Linked DNA regions of Mus musculus: regions 1 and 3 are each linked to region 2. A link is a contact called in public HiChIP or PLAC-seq and promoter capture Hi-C data. All regions are on one chromosome and are shown on one strand. Each heading gives the region's core, a stretch centred on a gene start, on an enhancer-like site or on the middle of the called end of the contact. The rest is flanking DNA. Distances are from core to core; before and after follow the strand shown. Region 1 holds the start of Tmem189 (transmembrane protein 189). Region 2 holds the start of Sall4 (spalt like transcription factor 4). Region 3 holds the start of Bcas1os2 (breast carcinoma amplified sequence 1, opposite strand 2).

Region 1 (3,466 bases), core at 120-2,619, 1.1 Mb before region 2:
TTTCCGCAACCCCTGGGGATACCCAGCCAGGCAGTGAGATTGCTGAGGCTCCCTGAGAGCGGGTTGGAGCCAGTGCCAGTTAGGATAAGAGCATGTCAAGAAGCAAAGAAACCAGAGAGGGGACCTGGCTTTGGGGGAAGGGGTGGAGCCAGGGAAAGGGGCTCCGGGTGGTGATAAGTGTATCCCACAAAGTCCTAATGGGCAGCTAGTGTGTGGGTGTGGGAGAGGACAGAGCCAGACTCAATAGGGTCTGAATCGCTGCCGAGAATCTACCAGTAAGAGGTGAGGGCTGCCGGTCCCAATGGGAGGGGGAGGGGATAAGTTCACTGCAGCTACTGAAGCAGGGACCATGATGGAGCTTATGGGAAGAGCGCCTGGGATATTTTGCAGCTGAAATCCAAATCGGGGCCCTAGAGGCTAGAGAACTGTTAGTCCCAGAAGGGGGGTTAGTTTGCAACCCACGGTCTTGGAAAAAACGCACAGAGTGTAGACTCGTAACGTGGGGGTCCTAGGACTGCGTGTGAGTTTAGGTGGCTAAGGGCAGTGCCTGCGACTGAGATGTCTAAGGCTTCGCGCTGCCTGAGAACCGGAAGCCTTGGACTGGGATTTAGGAAGACAAGGCAGGCCAGGGTGGGGTTCCTAAACTGCCCAAGGTGCCCTGGGGCTAGGACTCTGGATGCGCAGGTGCATTGGGGCTGTTCCTAAATCTCTGCAACCCCAAAGCCTCACGGCTCGGAGTAGGAAGGGGTTTAGTTAGGGTCCCAAGATCTAGGGGTGCTCTTTGCAAAGTTGGAAGCCCTGGAGTTCCGCTTTGGGTGGAAGCTGGGATTAGATTGGGGGCAGGGTTAGGATGGGGCTAGGGTTCGGATGGAGTGCGGTTCGGATCCAAGGGCGTCCAAATGGGCTGCTGGAGTTCGGATCTGGGTAGAGTTCAGATCTCGGCATTTCGGATGGGCTGGGGTTTGGATTCGTGGGGGTTCGGACGGGTTGGGTCGAAGTGAGGTTCGAATAGGTTGGGGTTCTAATCCGTGGACTCAGGATGGGTTAGGGTTCGAATCCGGGGACTTCGAATGGGCTAAGGTTCGGATCCAGAGGGCTCAGATGGGTTAGGGTCCAGGTGTTCGGACCGCCTGGGGTTCGGTCGGGGCGGGCCCGGCGCCGAGCACCCATCAGATCGCAGGCCCTCCATCCGTCCTACCTGGCGAGTAAAGCGCCGCCAGCTCACGGGCTCCCGCGTGCTGTGCGCCCCAGCGCCGGCCCTCCGCCGTCTCGTCCTCGTCCAGCTCCGGCTGCCGGCCCGGCGCGTCCTCGGCGCCCGCCATGGCCCGTCGCCCGGCCCGCCCGCTGCGCTCTGCCTGCAGCGGCGGCGGCCGCGGAACCGCGGCGATATCACGCCGCCCAATGACCGGCCGGCGCGGGGCGCGGCGGCCGGGGCGGGGCGTCGGCGGGGCCCCGCGTCACAGCCAATCGGAGCCCGCGCCCGCGCCGCGCCCGGCCAATCGCAGGCCTTCGGGCCTCAGCCAACCGCGGCGCCGGGGGGCGGGGTCGCAGCTGGACGCAGCTGGACGCGGAAGGCAGGGTGGATGTGCGCGTCCCCGCTGCGCCCCGCGAACTCGCGTACCGCGCTGGAGGCAGGGAGTACGCGCTGCGAAGCGCCTACGGAGTGCATGGCTACTGCAGATCGTGCATTCGCTAGGAAGCTGCTGGACGGGGCAGCACATCGGCTGCACGCGCTAGGTTTCATTTCACTACCCAGGAGTGTCTCGCGTTCGAGGCCAGCCTGAGCTACATTGCAAGACTCAATCACGGAACATAAGAAGTAATATTGCCTTCTGAGAGGCCGCTCGTGACCACCTGCTGGGGTGCCCCCTCCTCTGGTCACTGTGACATCACCCTCACGCTACTCAGAGCTTGTCAGGAGTAACTGTCTCTCTATCAGGAAAGGAGCCCCTGAGGGCAGGGACTCTGCCTGGGCCAACAGCTGACAGATTTTAGGAGAGGTTGAATGAATTCCGGGTCAGAGAACGTGCTTCTGTCTTTAAGGCATTAGCATTAAGAGAGCTAAAGGCTTATGTAAAGTCCTTAAGGGATGATAAACAGCGTCCACCCTGGGGCTGCAAGACTGAGAGGTGCCTGGGGCCCGCAGAGGGAACTTAAGATCTGAAGAATTTTTCCAAGGCTCCATCTTCGTTCTTCTCTAAGATTTAAGCTTCATATTTCTCAGCTGCCAGCCTCCCCAGGCTATCTCCTCTTCCCTCAGTGCTCCTTTCCTGGGTGGTCTCTGTCCGTTCCAAGCTCCTTCTCTGTCTCCTTACGTCTACTCAAAGGAAGAGCCACTCGGATGGCCGCGTCAGGCTGTAGCCCAAGTCCTTCCTGTTCCGATGAAGGTGACAGCCTGGCACTTGTATTAACTGCGCGATTAGATTTGGGGTGTCAGGGGTTCTGCTGAACTTGCTGTGGCAGGTGCTGGGTCTCAGACCCTCCCAAACTGCGCCTGTTAGCAAGAAGGCTAGGGTTGCAGATTAGGGCTGGAGATCCCAGAGGCCAGGACATCCTGATTGACAGACAAGACGGGTAGTCAGAACTAACTCTCTCTCACCGTTATTCAATTCACAGAGCACCAGCTTGGCCCTATGCAGAGTCTCTGAGATTTGCTGGAAATGACCAGGGAAGTCTCTTTCTGTAGTTTTTTTGTTGTTTTGTGTGCATGTGTGTTCTTGAGTGTCCATGTGTGGTCAAAGGGCAACACTTGGGCGTTGGTTGGCTTGTTCCTTCAACCGTGCAAGTCCAGGGGAGCAATCTCAAGGGTTCCAGCTCGGCAGTAGTTTTTTTTTTTTTTTTCTTTGTCTTTTGTTTGTTTTTTCGAGACAGGGGTTTCTCTGTGTAGCCCTGGCTGTCCTGGAACTCACTTTGTAGACCAGGCTGGCTTTGAACTCAGAGATCTGCCTGCCTCTGCCTCCCAAGTGCTGGGATTAAAGGTGTGCACCACCACTGCCCGGCTGCAAAATTCATCTTTAACGGATCTGTGCACAGTGCACATTCCATACATTATGTTAATATAGAAACATATATTACCTCTAAACACTTTATGTTCACAGAAAGACCAAATGGACAGTCCTTATAGAATTAGAATTCACCCTCGGGGATGCTAAGATTCTGAGACCTGTTGTTCCAGCTCCCTGATTAATCCTGCTCAAACTGATGCTGTTTCCAGAGACTTGCTTCTAGGACAGTCTCAGAAAGGACTGCTGATCCAAATGACAGTGGTTCACTCAGCCTTTCAAACGGTTCCAGTCAGGACGCAAGTTAAACCCTGAACTTTCTCAGTACCGAGACTGGACAACAAATGATACCAGCTAGCTTTCCAATTTCCTTTTGGGCCCACAAAATGAATTCTTTGCCCAATTCAGCGAGGAACAATTATAAGAGGCCTGCCATCTCAATCCCTTAAGTTGGGATGGATGGT
Region 2 (3,415 bases), core at 133-2,632:
TGGAATCGAGCGGGAGGCCCAGGGGGACTCCCTCCTCCCAACGTTCCCGGTTTCTTCGGCGACAGCACGGCGGGCAGGGACGAGGGGCTCGCCCGCAGCTCCCGGCCGCGCTGAGGTCCTGAACTCCGTGGAGGCTCAGGCCGGGTCAGCCGCAACCCGACCTCTCCCCTTTCACCTCCCGGGCGTGTGCTGAGCAGTGCCGCCCGGGGGATCCGTGCAAAAAAATAAATAAAGGAGCGGGGGTGCGCCCCAGAGGGGGTGACCATGCACCCGCTGCCCGGGCCCCGGCCCGCACCCTCCCGCTGGCCGCGGTTATTTTTAGATAGTCGGAAATCAAAGATGGCTGGAGGTCAGGCCCCGAAAGGTTAGGGCGAGGACCGGCAGCAGGCGCCGTAGCCCCCGGGAAAGGCGGAAAGAAAAAAAAAGGTAAACAAAATATCTAAAATTACAAAAAAATAAAAGTTCCCTTCCTCCGAAAGGGAACTAAGCCCAACAGCCTCCCCCGCCCTCTGCGCTGTGCGGGTGGCCCGTACCCCGGCCTGGGGGTGGGGAGAGGTCGCGCCCCCTCCCCCCACTCGGCCTGGGAGGGGCGCGTGCAACAGATCGCCCTCCTCGGGGGGTCCCCCAGAGGTGCGCCCCTCCCCCAGGGGCCCCCAAGAGGGTAGTAGAGAGGGTGGGGAGACTTGGGGGTCTCTTTCTTTTAAAAGCGGCGCCACTAGAGAGGGGGTGAAGGAAGCCCAAGTTACCGGCGTAGGTGGGTGCTTATGTATCCAAAGGAGGGAAACCAATTATGGGACTGTGGACGAGGAGAGAGAAGTTGGAGGGAGAGGCAGAATGTGGAATCAACTTTACAATAAGAGGGAGAAAACTAGGGGGATTTGCAAAGGGGTGGGCGGGTTGAGGCTCCCTCCGAGGTGGGGGATTGAGGCTCCCTCCCTCCGCATCTCTCCTTTCCTGGAACAGAGTCCGGAATCCCCATTCCAGAATCGGCTCCCGGAACCCGCGCCCTCGAGGGACGCGCGGCAGTGCTAGGAGCGCCCTCCCGGGACGCACGGACAGTCGGGCGCACGGACGTGGCCGCAGCCGCACTCACCGGGTTCCTCCGCCGCCAGCGCCTCGGCGAGGTCGGGGCTCGGTAGCTGCTGAGGCTGCTCGCCCTGGCCCTCCTCCCAGTTGATGTGCTGGGGCTTCGCCTGCTTGCGCCTCGACATGGTGCGCGCATTGGGGCGCCGGGAAGAGCCCTGGTGACTTGCCCCCTCTCCGCCACCAATTCCTGGAGTTGGGAAATTTTAGCCCCCTTCGGCCGAAACGCGCATGTCCCAGTAATTATTATTATCAATAATGCATTGCGATTTATCATGAGCTCTGACAGCTGATTGGCCTGGGTCCAAGACCTCAGAGATCATTTAAATAAGCCCTCATTGATCAGGGAGGGGAGAGGCATGCTGGGCCTTGTAGTCCGGCCCTACATGTGACAAAGGCGTGTTCATCTAGGAAGCATAGCTAATTAGCATCCGGGCTCAGATTGGCCGAGGCGTGGATCGACTTGGAGGTGGGGGGAATCATCCTTGCGGCCACTATCCGAATTCTGAGACGGAAAAAGGAAAATTGGTTTATTGAAAATCAGGGCTGGACATGAAAGTTCTAGAACCGATGTATCTCGGTTACGCGCTCCACAAAATTATTGTAGTAATTGGCGTAGTTGATAACTACCAGCTGAGAAAGGTCTTTCCGCTCACAGAAAAATAAGTCGGTTCAACTTTTCCCTCTAAAATCAAACCTGAACAAGAGACTCGAGTCCCTTTTCAATTTTCTTTTTACGGAAATGTTAAAACTGCGTTTTGAAGTGGCCGGTGGTACCTTCTGTCCATCCCACCTCCCCATCTTACCTAATTTCAAGCTCTTCCGAACCCACCAGGGTTTGCATCCTTAAAATGCTGAGTAATACTCGCGGGATTCATATTCACGAGCCAGGATTTGTTGTAAACTTCCTGGATTTTCGGAAGCACTTCTAAACCACTGTCTGCTAACTGTAGAAAGGGCAGATGAAAAGCAAACTTGCTAGAAAACAATTCCAGAATAGCAAGTGGTTGCAGATTCTATCCCTAAAGCTGTTCAGGGCTCCCAAAAGGTACGAGGGTGTTTGTACTTAACTGCTTTCTAGAACACTGCAATACAGAACTGACTTACAGAAAAGCCACTTCCTCCTGAAGTTGTGTGGTCCTGATTCGGGAATGCCTAGAATTTCCTAAAAGGGTGTGTATGGATATAAAAATTTATTTCTCAAATCTACCTAAGTTTAATTGGCTAACTTCCTTGCAACAGTGTCTGAGCTCAGTGTTGAAGAAGTTCAACTAACTGGCCAGCCCCCTCTGTGGCCTTCCCATGGGACCTGTGGACAGCTAGATCCTTATTTGACTTTGCCTTCATTATGAGAGACTGGGCAGACATCAGCCTCTCCTCCATCTTTCTGCTTTGCATTTTCTTGATTAGCTATTTGTCGTTTCCTGCTTCTGAGAGGCTGGTGAGGAAGGAAGCGGGAAACAGGAGCCTGACCTCATGAGCATGCTCACCTGTGCCTGTGGACAACCCAGAGCTGAATAAGTCAGCTGGACCACAGGTTTGATATGCGTAGCTAGCACTGAGCCCTTACAGAAATGCCTGCTTTCCAGTTCTGGTCTTTCTTCTGCAACGTAGCTTGAATTACTTCGAGCGCAACATCTAAAAGAAATAGGACAGCCCCTCCTGCCAGCCAGGGTGGCGGCGTGGTGGCCTTGGCGGGGAAGAATCTGTTTTCATGCTGCATAAAAGCACTTGAAGATTCTGATACCGAGTCAGAAGGCAAATTAACACCTGCCTTCTCGCTGACTAATCTACCAATATTCTCCACACCTTTCTGGGAAAGGAGCAGAGCAGGCGCTATAACTCACAAATCTGAAGGAATGTACAGTTTACAACTCAAGAAAGATGAGCCCTTTAAGGGAAGCATTGTGTAATATGGTTCTGTTCCTTTATCTAAGTTAGTGATAGTTAGGGCATAGCAGCTCTATCTGCCCTGGAATGAGGTGGGGACCCTTCGGCCACGTCAGTCAGGATAGTAATAAGGAGATGATGAAGATAGCTTTCATAAGGCCAAGGTAGGAAGATCTCAAGTTGGAAGGGAGGCCCTGTCTTTTAGAGAGAGAGAGATTAGGAGGAGGAGAAAACAGAACAATAGTTTTTTTATTTCATTTTAGTTTTAGTTTTTGGGGGATTTTTGTTTTGTTTGAGACACAGTGTCTCACATTGCACAGATGGCCTTCAGATCCTGATCCTTGTAGGCTTCACACACACACACACACACACACACACACACACACACTTGGATCGTAGACATAAGACACTATGACTCTCCCACATGCTCCATGTTTATTGG
Region 3 (3,248 bases), core at 424-2,923, 1.6 Mb after region 2:
TGTAGATTTGGGGGTCCAATATAGGTATAAAAAATAAATGGAAAACATCATGATTTCTAATATTATATTCATAACATATGAAAACATATACTTTCATAATTATTAATAGAAGTAGAAATCTGAATTATGCTGTAGATTCATGTGCTATAAGCAAAATAATAGGATGGTGAATCCCTATCAACAGCTTGACAATAATGACAAGGAGCACCGCAGTTGGCTGAATCATGCAACTCCACTTCACCCCCTGAAAACGAATTCCTTTTGTGGTTATGTTTGCAACAAAGTAACAATTCACGTTAAATGAGGTCCTACAGATGGAGCTGATTTCATAGGCTTAGCGTCATTCTAGGAAGAGACACCAGGGGGCACTCTTCTTCCCTCGTTCCTCCTCTTTCCTCCCGTTTCCCCTGCAAGGTGGAAGGCAGCCATTTGCATGCAAGGGAGAGAACCTCGCCAATACTTTGCTTGTAGCCTTTCCAGCCAACAGAAACGTGTGAGAGAAATTCCTGTGGTTTGAGTCACTCACTGTATGGCGTTTCGCTCTGGCAGCCTACCCTGACATTAAATTGTTTATTGAGCCTCCACACCAGGAGTGTTCCTAGTGCTTGCCCAGTACTGATTCATCTAGGCAGGACGCTTGCTCTATGGAGTCTGCGTCCCCTACATCCTCCTAGGTAAGGGAACTGAGGGACTGGGAGATTGGCAATCTTTCCAAACAACTATAGCAAAAAAATCCATAAAAACAAGCAAACAGAAAAACCCTTTAAGCCAGGATCAGACCCAGTCCCTTTGAGTCTAAAACACAGGCTTTTAAGCACTTCTTTGTATTATTAAAGTTAACAAAAGAGCTCTGATATTTTTTATGGAAGTATCTATTTAAATTAAAAGAGTGCTGTATTATAAAATAGGGGGTTAGTAATGATGTTGAACAGCTAATTTTCCTCCCTCTGCCTCCTAAGTGCTGGGATTGCAGGCGTGTGCTACCATGCCTGGTTCTATGCAGTGCCAGGATGGAGCCCAGGGCTTCCCATGTGTGAGGCAAACCCTGTACGAAGAGGGCTGCGGGCCACCACCCAGCCCATGGTCTCATTTTTAAAGGAAGGCACCTGCACAGATGTCAAGCGTTCTGTTTGTCAATAGTAAAGAAAGCAAGGAGATGAGCATTGTTGATCTAATAAGTCTCTGTGCCAGACACCACAGAAGATGAGAGAAACCTAGAAGCACCTGCTTGCTCTACAATGTTCCAGACATGGGTGGGAAGGATCAGGAGAGACATGAGAATTGTTACAGCACCAAGAAGGGAGCAAACTCTATGACAGGGATGACCGCGGGGCACAGGAGCTCTTTGAGGAGGTGACATTTCTGCTAACACTGGAAGTCTGGGAAGAAACTTTCTACATGGAGAGAGAAGCGCTGAGGACTCGCCCCATACCATGTCTGTAGAGCCCAATACTGCTGGGTATACAGTGGGTGCTTAACCAGGCAATGTTTCACAAGTGGATATGAACTTCCAGGTCGCGAGGCTGAACCTGCCCGCAGGCTGAGTTCACGGTCACTTACTTGGCAGCTGGAGTCTTTCACGTTACTTTCTTCCGAGCGGGGGATCCCTTCGCTCGATCTCACTGACTACAACAACAAACAGACAGTATCCTTTCAGTAACCACAGCAACGGTGCACAGGTGCACGCACGACGACGATGACAATGACGACGGTGAACCCCCCTCATTTATCCTTGATATTTAGGATACAGACAGGAATGGAAAGGGGTCACTCGGAGAGCTGGGGCTGTGTCATCAGAGTCTGCTGAATTCAAGTATTAGCGTCCCGAAGGAACAACAATCAATCAAACAAATAAATGAAATAAAAATTATATATGAGCTAAATAGACATTTGCTCCTGTCTCCCCAGGAAAACACTTGTAAACCCAGCATTTAGGGGCGGGGGCAGTAGGACTATGAGATAGCCTAGGCTAAATGAGATCCTCTTTCAGAAGAAGGAGGGGAAGAAAGTAATGTTGGAAGGAAAAGGAGGTTAGAGATATGAGTGAATGAATGAATAAATGAATGAACTTGCCTGCTAACTTTTTTTTTTTTTTTTTTGCTACTTTTAGGCAGTGGAGGAGAGTTGAGTTAATGAGCACCCATCCTCCATCCTTTAGCGCCCCCTAGAGCCAGTGGCTTCCTCAACAGGGCGGTACCTAGTCAAATCTGCATCTTTGATTCCTTCAACCAGGTGAGCTAAGCAACCGGTTCCAAAGGTGTGGCCACAGGCCCAGAGGCACCAGACTCACCAGGGGACTCGTTAGAGAGATGTAAGTTCTTCACATCTGCTTAGATCCAGATCCACAGAATCAGAAACTCTGGGCCTGGGGCTCAGCCACCCGTGTTTAACAAGCTCCTCAGGGGGCTCTGAGCTGTGCTCTAACTGGCCACAAACTGTGCTGGTGCGCTCAAACTCCCACGTGACGTGAGGATGCGCGCTCATTGGTTAGTATCATCTCCTCCCAGCTGCTCAGGAAGCGGGGACTCCCAACTGCACCGCTATCAACTGGGATGTTCTCTTAGCAGACAGCACACACTCACAGAGCACAGCACAGCTCAGAACACTTCATCCTGATAACATGAGAGGCGGGTCGGGAGCTGGCCGGGTGGCTAAAGCACCTTCCATGCAAGCGGCAGGTGTGAAGACAGAGCCCAGACCCCAAGAGGCTGGGTGGGCATGGCGGCCATTTGTGATTCCAGTGCACTGGAGGAAGGTGGAAACAGGATTCCTGGCTAACATAGGCTAGTTGTATCTGAGAGCCCCTGGTTCAACCAAGAGACCACACCCTTAACACGTAAGGAAGACTCTCAACATCAGCCTCAGGTGCACATGTGCACAGGTACAGGCAAACATATATAAGCACACATACCAGACACGCACGACAAAGAAAACCTTACAGGAGCTCAAATGCATTCTGAGGGATTAGTGTTAGATGCTGCTCTTCAGTCTGAGAGATGACGCTCAAAGTGTCAGAGGAAAGGATCAGGAGGTGGGGCCTTACTGAAGGAAGTATGTCAGTGGGATGGGCTTTGAGGTTTCAAAAGCACAAGCCAATCCGTTTGTCTGTCTCTGTCTGTTTCTCTCTGTCTCTGTCTCTCTCACCCCCTCTCCCTTCCTGTGTCCTGTGGTTATGTATGGGGGCTCAGCTGCCTCTCCAGCACCATGCCTGTCTGTGTACCACCACGCTCCCCATCACAATGGTTACA

Evidence for each region. Promoter capture Hi-C pulls out the DNA fragments that hold promoters and counts their contacts. HiChIP or PLAC-seq counts read pairs in DNA pulled down with a chosen protein or histone mark.
Region 1: a contact with region 2 is called in a promoter capture Hi-C map of cranial neural crest. The contact joins the promoter of Tmem189 here to the promoter of Sall4 in region 2.
Region 3: a contact with region 2 is called in an H3K4me3 HiChIP or PLAC-seq map of embryonic forebrain, with 7 times the contacts expected there. The contact joins the promoter of Bcas1os2 here to the promoter of Sall4 in region 2. A contact is called at or near these places in 2 of 39 promoter capture datasets (hippocampal neurons and pre-B cells) and 1 of 115 datasets of contacts at active chromatin or transcription factors (embryonic forebrain).

The regions. Positions count from the first base shown.
Region 1 is chr2:167,660,175-167,663,640 of GRCm38.p6, forward strand. Tmem189 (transmembrane protein 189) reads right to left here and starts at 1,370. Exons shown (of 6, transcript NM_145538.2): 1 at 1,199-1,370. The coding sequence starts at 1,322.
Region 2 is chr2:168,765,819-168,769,233 of GRCm38.p6, forward strand. It overlaps Sall4 (spalt like transcription factor 4), which reads right to left and starts at 1,383. Exons shown (of 4, transcript NM_175303.4): 1 at 1,094-1,383. The coding sequence starts at 1,211. It overlaps Gm14261 (predicted gene 14261), which reads left to right and starts at 325. Exons shown (of 2, transcript NR_166178.1): 1 at 325-426; 2 at 964-2,292.
Region 3 is chr2:170,354,688-170,357,935 of GRCm38.p6, forward strand. Bcas1os2 (breast carcinoma amplified sequence 1, opposite strand 2) reads left to right here and starts at 1,674. Exons shown (of 8, transcript NR_040610.1): 1 at 1,674-1,711; 2 at 2,111-2,232. It overlaps Bcas1 (breast carcinoma amplified sequence 1), which reads right to left. Exons shown (of 13, transcript NM_029815.2): 11 at 1,561-1,626.